Linked DNA regions of Sus scrofa: regions 2 and 3 are each linked to region 1. A link is a contact called in public HiChIP or PLAC-seq data. All regions are on one chromosome and are shown on one strand. Each heading gives the region's core, a stretch centred on a gene start, on an enhancer-like site or on the middle of the called end of the contact. The rest is flanking DNA. Distances are from core to core; before and after follow the strand shown. Region 1 has its middle 110 kb from the start of ZFP36L2. Region 2 overlaps LOC106509843 (a long non-coding RNA gene). Region 3 overlaps LOC106509843 (a long non-coding RNA gene).

Region 1 (3,410 bases), core at 194-2,693:
CAATAGCACCCCCACCTTATGACAACAGAAAAAGTCTCCAGACATTGCCAAACATCCCCTGGTGGTGGTGGGGGATGGGGGGGGGCAAAATCACCCCTAGGGTGGGAATCACCATCCCTTCTGTCCCATTCGTCACTTGTACCTCCCTCTCTGATACATTAATCGGTACCCTGTTCGCGTTGGTTCTTGCAGCTGTTAACTGCCTGCTTGTATCCTTTGCTCAGTTTTCCATTCAGTCTGCCATCTCCTTCTTTGGTTTGTGAAGGGTGGTTTTTGGAATTTCCACTATGGTACAATGGGATCTGTGGCATCTCTGGAGTGCTAGGATGCAGGTTCGATCCCCAGCCCAGCACAGTGGGTTAAGGATCCATCGTTGCCGCCACTGTGGCTTAAGTTGCAACTGCAGCTCAGATGTGATCCCTGGCCCAGGAACTCCATATGTCATGGGGTAGCCAAAAACGAAAAAAAAAAAAAAAAAAGAAAAAAAAGGACAAAGCTATTCTAGAGATGAGACCCATGTTGGTTTGGACCTGTGATGTCTTCTCATGTTCTGCCGTCCATCTATTAACTGTCACCTTCCAAGTGAGGACATGGAGGCACAGAGATTAAAACTCCAGCAAGTGGCAGAGCCAAGAGATGAGCCCAGGTCTCTGTCTTCAGAGCCCAGGCTCTTGACCCCTGGGGATACAGAGACATGCCTTCCTTCCAAATGTGCCATCAGAGAAAGGCAGACAAGATCAGGCACTTGAGGCCTGGGGAGGGGAAGGAGGTGGTTTGCTCAAGGTCACAGCTAGTCACCAGCATTACCTGGATCTCCTTGGTACGATGCCAAGTGTCTTGGGAGTTGGATTGAGCCTTTACTTTGGTCTGGGAGCGGCCAGATTTGATGGCCAATGTCTGATGAGAGACCCTGGCTGCCGCGAGCCAAGGAGGCAGGGATCTGAGAGTGCCAGGTAGGGAGGGCTTTGCTAGCTCTGCCCAGAGGGAGGATGGACAGGGCTCACAGACTCAGAACTGGCAGATTTCTGGATCTGGGCTTTCTGTGTGCGCAGCAATGCTTTCTGCGCCCAGGGCCCTGGCAGAAGAGTGCTTCTTACCAGGCCCAGAGGATGATGGATGAAGGGGGAGCAGGGGGCAGGGCAGTGGGGGCTTTGTTCCCTAAATGCCATTCACATGACTCTCTGACCTCAGAGTCCTTCCCCTTTCTCTTGTCTTTTTCTCCTTCACTGCCTTCGGCCCTGCTTCGGTTTCCCTTCTCTATTTTCCTTTTCTCAATCCACACAAAGCCCTCAGAGGGCTCGAGCTGCCCTGGGGCCTCCTGCCTCTTGTGAGGTTGGTTTCCAGGGCCCGGACCACAGTCCTGGGGCCATCTGCCTTGGAGGGGCACAGGGAGGCCTTGGGGGCCTGGTAGGGAGCAGGCAAGCCAGTGAGCCAGCACCCAGTAGCTGGCCCTGAACCTAGTATCCTGCCAGGGTGGGGGTGCAGCGGGGCAGCCCCAGGGGCAGTCCACAGCCCTCCCCACCCATCCACGACAGACAAGCCTCGCTACTCACGGAGTCCATCCCACTGGCCTCAAGAGCTTCTCAGCAGAGAAGGTGGCACCCAGATGTGGCATCTCTGGCTTACAGCTTCCTCTTTCGTTTCTAGATGCCTTTTCCACAATGGTTCTGAACTCTTTCTGCTCATTCAGAATCACCTGAGTAACCTTCCAAACAGACTGAGGACCAGGCCCTGAGCTGAGATTCTGGTTTCTTTGGTCCGGAGTGTAGCTGGGGTCGGAGATGGTGTGGTTTTCCCAGGTGATTCTGATCAGACTCGGGCGTGAGAGCCTCTCTTTTACAGGGGGCCGACTGTCACCGAGAGGACGAAGAATGCATTTTCGGAGGCCTGGTCAGACCACCCTCAGTGAGACGGGTGTCCCTGGGCACAGCTTCTCTCCCATCCCTGGGCACCCTAGGGAGAAACGACCCATGTGTGGAATTTCAGACTTGGAAGGGGCCTGGAAAATCAACCAATGTATCCATCCCTTGTTCTCCAAAGGAGAGGCCTGTGCCTGGGTGTGGGGGGGCAGTGGTGGGGGGAGTAAGTGAGGTGCCCAGGGTCACAGAGGGCTTGGGCAAGGTCAGGAAACCCGTCAGGTTTCGGGCGGTCAACTTCCCCCAGCTACCCTCAGCCGGGCCCCTTTCAGGAGTTCTCTCTAGATTAGATTGCTGGGGAGACTGTGACCCCGGGAGCAGTACTGGAGCGGGGGCTTCTCACTGTTTCCTGGAGGGGGAGACTGGCCTTCTGAGCCTGGGAGAGGGTGGCAATGGCTAGAACGAGTGGCTGTTACTCTCGGCCAAACTTTGCAAGAGAACTTGCCGAGCCGCTGACTTTTTGCAGCTGTTTTCTGGGGGCTGTGGACTGAAAGGGGAAGTTTGGCTGCATTTAGAAAGTTGTCCACAAAGAGGAATGGCGGGGGCAGGGGTGAGGAGGGTGGCCGGGCTGCGGAGCTGGAGGAGGAAGGTGGGCGATCTGGGAGAAGTGCCAGCAGAGGCCTGAGGACAAGGGTTTGATTTGGGCCCACATGTGGTCACTTTGGAAACTTCTTGGGGTTGGGGGGGTGCTGGGGGAAAGTGCAAGGGTGGGGGAGGGGGGAGAAAAGAAAAGGAGAAGGGGGAGGGCAGGAGTTCCCAGCTGGGGAGCCTAGCTTTTTCTTGGATTGGAAGCAAACATCAAGGGTGCTGGGAACCTGCCCAGCTCTGGCCCAAAGGCCCAGCCAATGGTTTCCTCTGAGGGGCACAGGGACATGGTGAGAGGGAGGAGCTTCGTCAAGATGGCACAGCCCAGGAGTTCCTGTTGTGGCTCAGCGGTAATGAGCCCAACTAGGATCCATGAGGTTGCAGGTTCAATCCCTGGCCTTGCTCAGTGGATTAAGGATCCGATGTTACTGTGAGCTGTGGTGTAGGTTGCAGACATGGCTCGGATCCTGAGTTGCTGTGGCTCTGGTGTAGGCCGGCGGCTGTAGCTCCAATTCCACCCGTAGCCTGGGACCCTCCATATACCATGCGTGCGGCCCTAAAAAGCAACAAAACAAAACAAAAAAACAGCACAGCCCACGACAGGGGCCAATTAAAGGGGGACATTTCCCCTCCCCTCAGGTCACAGAGATTTCTCTGGGCGGCCTGAAATGTCCCATCTTTAAGGCCAGGAAGGCATCCAACCCCTCAGGGACCAAGCAGGGGTCCAGAATCCAGGGCAGCAGCAGGAAGAACACTCCAGCTGCCCTGACTAAAGAGCCCCAGGCCTCAGTCTCCTCCTCCTGTCAGCACCTGGGAGGAGCAGTCTCACTGTCCTGTAACCACGATCCAGGCCCCAAGCACCAAGGAGGACAAGGGTGCGCCTGGTGACCCTGTGCTCTCGATCAGCGT
Region 2 (3,133 bases), core at 198-2,697, 140 kb after region 1:
TAATTTTGCCTGTTTCCTTGTGCTTTGTCTATGTGACAACTGGAAATGTTTTAGTTACTTATGTAGCTTACATACTCTTGGGAAGAGCTGGTTTAAAATGTGTGGAAAATAAACACACAAAACACTTCATAGATGCACGAGACAATGAACAATGTCACAATGTTGAATGTGGATTAATGCCGCGTGAGAGAGATGCAGACGTCAAGAGTTAAGAGCTCAAAGGAGAAAAAGAAGTCCCTGGGGGCTCCAGGGTAGGGAGGGAGGTGGTAAAGCCGGGACTGAGCCACACCCGGAAGAACAAGGAGGATGTGGATGGGGTGAGGGCATTGAGGCTGTTCCAGGCAGTGGACTCAATGCACTAAGAGAAGAATAACTCAGGCTCGGCAAGATGCGAAGGCCTTGGGGTCTCAAGCAAATGTGAAGGAAGGATTGTTTCCACCTGTGTCTTCAGCCGCCCCTTCCATTCCTTCCATCCCGTGGCTAGAGTGTTGGGGAGGGAGAGAGGCGGGCAGGAGGTCCTGCGTTGAATGCTGGGAACACAGGTGCTGTGTCCTAGGGTACCAAAGGGCCTTTGAATATCAGGTCACAGTGCAAACTCAAACCCAGATCCAAACACCTCCTCTGGCTTTGTCTAGAGTGGGTTCCTTGAGGGACCACACTTTCCAGGGGTGCTGGGGTCCCGGGTCCAGGCTCCGGGGGGGCAGGAGGCTCTACTCTGGCCTCAACCCCAGAGGCTCTGCCTCCCTCCTCCAGGCCCAGCCCCAGTGGGTTCCTGGTGGCTGCAGACATGAGTCCTGGGGCAAGTCACAGGGAAAACGTGCTCCAGTCAGAGAGGAACTCCCTCCCTCCATCTGGGCAACATGGAGTTTGGTGGAATGAAGCCATGGGGACAAGAAACCAAAAGCCTACGGCTTGAATGTGCTTATGCGCTTGCATTTTGCAGAATTTCTGGCATGGCTCTCCCTGGTCAGTAGTGGGATCTTTCTGAGAAAAGCTGGGACCTCTGTGGTCCTGGCCTGGTCCTGTGGGACTGGCTGCCTGGAGCCAAGAGGAGGGGCTGGAGCTGAGCCCAAGCTGTACTTTTGTTTTCTTTTCTTTTCTTTTTAGGGCTGCACCTGAGGCAGCATATGGAAGTTCCCAGGCTAGCGGTCAAATTGGAGCTGCAACCACCAGTTACACCACAGCCACAGCAACACAGGATCCAAGCTGCATCCGCAACCTCCCCCGCAGCTTGCAGCAACGCCGGATCCTTAACCCACTGAGTGTGGCCAGGGATCGAACCCACATCCTCAGGGACACTAGTCAGGTTTTTAACCCACTGAGCCACAAGGGGAACTCCCAACTTGGATGTTGAGTCATTTCAAGAAGGGCCAGCTGTGGTTTCCAGGCCAGAAGATAGGCCCAGAGATTGGCCCCAGAGGAACGTCAAGCCAGCCAGCCAGAGAAGGTGCTAGAGCGTCCACACAGCCGAGAAACAGGAAGCAGGGTAGTCTCAGAAAAGGGCTGATTCCCCAAGCCCTGACAGTGCACTGCCTTGGAGAGGCCTCCTTGGTGGGAGATCTTTGAAAACAGAACTTTGCCGCCATTGCCTCAAAGGGCTTTCAGACTTGCTTCCGGAAAGAAGAAGCCTTAACAGTTCAATGATCCCTCCCTAAGCATCTATCCTCCCCAAACACTGAACCAGGCGCCATGCGGGAAATGAGAAGAAAGGCAGAAAAACTTTAAAGCTCAGCACAGGAAGAGCCTTAAGAGGGCACTTTAGTTTTTTTCTCTCACTGATTCATTTATTCAAACAATTATTGAATATTACCTACATTCCAGACACTACTTTAAGTGCCAGGTATACAGAAGTGAACAAGAAAAATAAAATCTCTCTCCTTTCTTTGGTGTGTTTTGTTTTTGTTTCTGGTTTTTCCCCCCATTTATTTTAAAGTTTTATTGAAACATAGGTGATTTACAATGTTGTGATAACTTCTGCTGTACGAGAGCGATGCAATGACACATCTACACATATTCGTTCTCCTTCAGATTCTTTCCCTACACATATTGTCACAGAATATTGGGTAGAATTCTCTGTGCTATACAGCAGGTCCCCACTGGCCAGTCATTCCACATACTTCAGTGTGCATATGCCAATCCCAAACCCCCAGCCCAAGAGGTCACTTTAAAATGACTTCTCAGAGTAGAAATTCTTGCAAAAGCACCCAGAGCAGTTCCATGTAGACTTGGGGCTCTGAGAGCAAACTGCTTAAAAGAATCAGGAGTTCCCGCCGTGGCTCAGTGGTTAACGAATCTGACTAGGAACCATGAGGTTGCAGGTTCGATCCCTGGCCTTGCTCAGTGGATTAAGGATCCAGCGTTGTCATAAACTGCGGTGTAGGTTGCAGACGCAGCTTGGATCTGGCATTGCTGTGGCTGTGGCTGTGGCCGGCAGCTATAGCTCTGATTAGACCCCTAGCCTGGGAACCTCCATATGCCACGGAAGCAGCCCTAAAAAAGGCAAAAAAAAAAAAAAAAAAAAAAAAAAAAGAATCAAAGAATCTGTAAGCAGCATATGGAGGACTGGCCCAGTCCAGGAAGAGACCCTGAAGCACACAGCCCAGACTGCGAGGGCCAAGGAACCCTGAGCCAGGACGGCCCATGACAGGGCTGGCCACTGTGCGTGCGCATAGGTCTAGAGAAGGCCTCCTGGGCAAGAGGCCTGGAAGTAGGCCTTGAATGACATGCAGGCTCTGGGGTCGGGAAGAAGGGAGGGGGATGCAAAATGATTTTTTAAAAAGAAGAGGAGGAGGAGGAAAAGGAAGAGGAGGAAGGGAATGGGCAGGAAAAGAAGTCAACGATAGTGACCCAGAGGCCGCAGGAAGTTCTCCAACCCCAAAATCTCTGCTGCCTAAAATCTCACCACAAAGTGTTCATTTTGGAGGGTGGGACGGAGTTTTTTCATTCTTTATGTTCATCTTTCAAAATGAAGCTTTCTTCACTGAGATAACACGTAAAGTCCTTAATAGGACCTCAGATGGTGACAAAGAACAGGCAGAGAGGAGATGAATAAAGACAAACTCTGTCCAGTTTTGCCACCAATGAGCCAATTCACTCTACTGCTAACCAAGCACTAAGCTGCCACGGCAGTGCA
Region 3 (3,193 bases), core at 323-2,822, 230 kb after region 1:
CTATCCCTGGCCCAGAACTTGCACATGCCAGGGGCACAGCCAGATAAATAAATAATGTTTCTCACAGTTCTGTGGATTGACTGGCTCAGTGGTCACTTGGAGAGGGGACGTCTCTTGTGTGCTTGCAGTCAGATGGTGATAAGGTCTAGTGTCAAATGCAAGTTCAGCTGGATGGTATATTCAAGATGGCAGCGTGTGCCTTCTCATATCCAGTACTTGGCTGCGGCGACTGGAACAGGTGGAGTCTGGCTGACTACACGGCTTTCTCCTGCCACCTGTCCACAGGGCTAGCTTGGCCTCCTCAGAGCACAGCAGTCTCAGAGGCATCAGACTTCTTACACGATGGCTGGCTTATCCCAGAAGGAGCATTCTAAAAGACCCAGGCCAAAGCTGAAAGGCTTCCTGGGACCTGTCCTCAGAAATCACACAGCATCGCTGTTGCTGCTTTCTATTGGCCAAAAGTGAGTCATAGGGACAGTCCAGAAAAAGACAGAGACCATAGGAGGTCATGAATACCAGAAGATGAGGTTCACTGGGGACTAGCTTTGAAGACTGTCCCCATTAGTCTCTGGCCCCTAATGAATCACATCCCTCACATGATCAAAAGACACTCACTGTCTGAGACGCCCCACCCGAAGTCTGATCCGTGAATGAGATTCACAGGCTTAGGCTCCAAACCCAGGACCTCAACATCCAGTTCAGGTGACTGCAGAGGAGGCCCCTCAGGTGTGGGTGCTTAGGGAGGCTGTCTCTCAATGTGAGGGCCCGTGAACTAAAGAGACAAGTTATCTTCCTCCCCAGACCTATCACACGGCAAGGGAATAGGCACAGGACAACTGCTACCTACACTCTCATTCAAAAAGGGGGAGAAAGCTGTGTGGAGCAATTCTGAAATCAAGCCAGGTCCTGCTTTGTGAGAGTGGTTCTCCAGAGAGCTCTGAGCTCCATGTTCTGAGGTATCCCTCCTTTTCCAGAAGAAATGGGCAGTGTTTGCAGCCAGACTGACTTCTCAGCCTGCTTCCTGCCCATAAAAAAGGTCTCTTCATTTGGAATTGTCTTTGACCCTTTCAATCCAAGCTGAAAAAATTCTCTTAAAAGATTTGGGGGTTTCTTAGATATCTAACTATAACCTACTCCCTTAGACAAAAGGCATAACACCCCCATTTATTTCCCAAAAGGCCCTTCTCACCTTAAGCCTCATATTCTCCAACAGAGAGGACCTAAGAAGCATGCCTTTAACATTCTTAGCAGCCCTGTTGTCTCTCCAAAACGGGGAGGGCATGCCCTTAAATATTTCTAAAGGGTCTTACAGACACACCCACGACTATGCTAGAGACCACGTTTTGCTGGCAGCATCCTGGACCTTATCTTTGCCCTGAGACCACTTCTTACTTTTCCAGACTTTTTTGATTAGAAGAGTAGACCAGGGCTCCTTAGCTTTCCTACATTCTGCTCCGAAGCTTCTTTAGGTCATTTCTGTCTTTTCCTGCTTTATCAGAGTCAGCTGGAAGAAGCCAAGGAGCACTTTCGACATTCTGCTGGGAACGGCTTCCTTCAGATCATGGGTTTATTAGGCTGCCTTGCTACTTCCCCATGACGATAGGGAGAATCCTTCTGAGTGACCATCTCAGGTCCCTCTTCTCCAGCCTTCAATAACAGTTTCCTTACTGTTCCAAGCCTTTAGGAACTCCTCAAGGCTCCCCAGCTTCTGCCCTCCAGCTCTCCCCAAGCAAACCACAGGCTTTAGGGCTTTTGTGACATCACTCCTTTATAGCACTGAGGTACCTAGCCTCCAAGGAAGGCCCAATGAACAAGACCTCCTGGAATGTATGCCCTGTGTGGTCCTCCCCACACTGAATCTTGCCTGACCTGTGACTCATGCTAACACATGGCACGCACTGGACATACATTGCACAAGCTTTGGATGTAGCCTTTAAGAGGACTGGAAGTTTCTGCTTCCTTTTTTTTTTTCTCTTTTTTTTTTTTTTGTCTTTTGTCTTTTTAGGGCCGCTCCTGTGTCACCTGGAGGTTCCCAGGTTAGGGGTCTAATCAGGGCTGTTGTTGCCGGCCTATGCCACAGCCATAGCAATGCCAGATCCAAGCTGCGTCTGGGACCTACACCAGAGCTCATGGCAAGGCCAGATCCTTAAGCCACTGAGTGAGGCCAGGGATCAAACCCACAACTTCGGAGTTCCCGTCGTGGCGCAGTGGTTAACGAATCCGACTAGGAACCATGAGGTTGCGGGTTCGGTCCCTGCCCTTGCTCAGTGGGTTAACGATCCGGCGTTGCCGTGAGCTGTGGTGTAGGTTGCAGACGCGGACAACTTCATGGTTCCTAGTCTGATTCGTTTCCCCTGCGCCATGATGGGAATCCCATCTCTTCTTCTTTTTTGAAATACTCCCTCCAGGAGTCCTGAGCTTCCATCTGGGAAGTCCAGTTACCCTACTGGAGAAAACCAAGTGGAGAGAGAGGCCCAGAGATGATATGGAAAGAAGCAAAGGACCAGCTGTCCCAGTATCTCAGTTGAGCCTCTTGACGAGTCTAGCCCCAAGGCTGTGCACCAAGGCACAAGCACAGGAGAATTCCTAAGCAAAGCAGCAGAAAAGATGTTTAGCTGAGCCCAGTCAACCCACAGAACCATAAAAGATGGCCTATTTTAAATCACCAAGCTTTGGAGTGTTTTGTTAGGCAGCCACAGGTAACTGAAACCACTCTGAATACAAGTGCATCTCATTTTTAATCCTTTAGATCATTACTGTCTCTGGAACACAAATTGAGTTCTCTATTATTAAAGCTGAAATTAAGTCCAGAAAATAAATTTTAAAGATAATATATATTAATTTATGAATCATAAATGTCTCTATAATATAAATATTTTTATATTATTATTCATTCAAACGTCACTGGCCCATCAACAGAATCCCTGATGTGCTGAATACTTCAATTCCATTTTTTTCAATATTGTGCAAACATTCAATCATATAAAAAATCATAACTGTAATATATTTGTTTCCGGTTTTATCATTTTGAAAGGTAAACTTCTCAAGGTTGAAGGACAGAACATATTTTAATTAACAGTTTGTTAGTCTGACTTACTAATATGTGGGCCTATGGTCTGTGGGTCCCCATTTCACTCCTCCCCAGGAATGGATATCACGGAATAGGTGCCTGATCAAGGTGAGAGCCGGAAGC

The links. HiChIP or PLAC-seq counts read pairs in DNA pulled down with a chosen protein or histone mark.
Region 2: an H3K27ac HiChIP or PLAC-seq map of alveolar macrophages shows a contact between it and region 1. The contact joins two enhancer-like sites. A contact is called at or near these places in 2 of 2 datasets of contacts at active chromatin or transcription factors (alveolar macrophages and skeletal muscle).
Region 3: a contact with region 1 is called in an H3K27ac HiChIP or PLAC-seq map of alveolar macrophages. The contact joins two enhancer-like sites. A contact is called at or near these places in 2 of 2 datasets of contacts at active chromatin or transcription factors (alveolar macrophages and skeletal muscle).

The regions. Positions count from the first base shown.
Region 1 is chr3:97,307,643-97,311,052 of Sscrofa11.1, forward strand. No RefSeq gene overlaps it. Among named protein-coding and RNA genes, the nearest start is that of ZFP36L2, 110 kb to the left of the region's middle. Within about 2 kb of position 1,444, at least 34 of the 83 cell types and tissues checked have an H3K27ac peak or open chromatin away from gene starts, as enhancers often do. A contact at or near this core is called in alveolar macrophages, where this site is marked.
Region 2 is chr3:97,446,639-97,449,771 of Sscrofa11.1, forward strand. All of the region lies in intron 4 of LOC106509843 (a long non-coding RNA gene), which reads right to left. Among named protein-coding and RNA genes, the nearest start is that of TRNAI-UAU, 120 kb to the right of the region's middle. Within about 2 kb of position 1,448, at least 5 of the 83 cell types and tissues checked have an H3K27ac peak or open chromatin away from gene starts, as enhancers often do. A contact at or near this core is called in alveolar macrophages, where this site is marked.
Region 3 is chr3:97,541,524-97,544,716 of Sscrofa11.1, forward strand. All of the region lies in intron 2 of LOC106509843 (a long non-coding RNA gene), which reads right to left. Among named protein-coding and RNA genes, the nearest start is that of TRNAI-UAU, 25 kb to the right of the region's middle. Within about 2 kb of position 1,573, at least 14 of the 83 cell types and tissues checked have an H3K27ac peak or open chromatin away from gene starts, as enhancers often do. A contact at or near this core is called in alveolar macrophages, where this site is marked.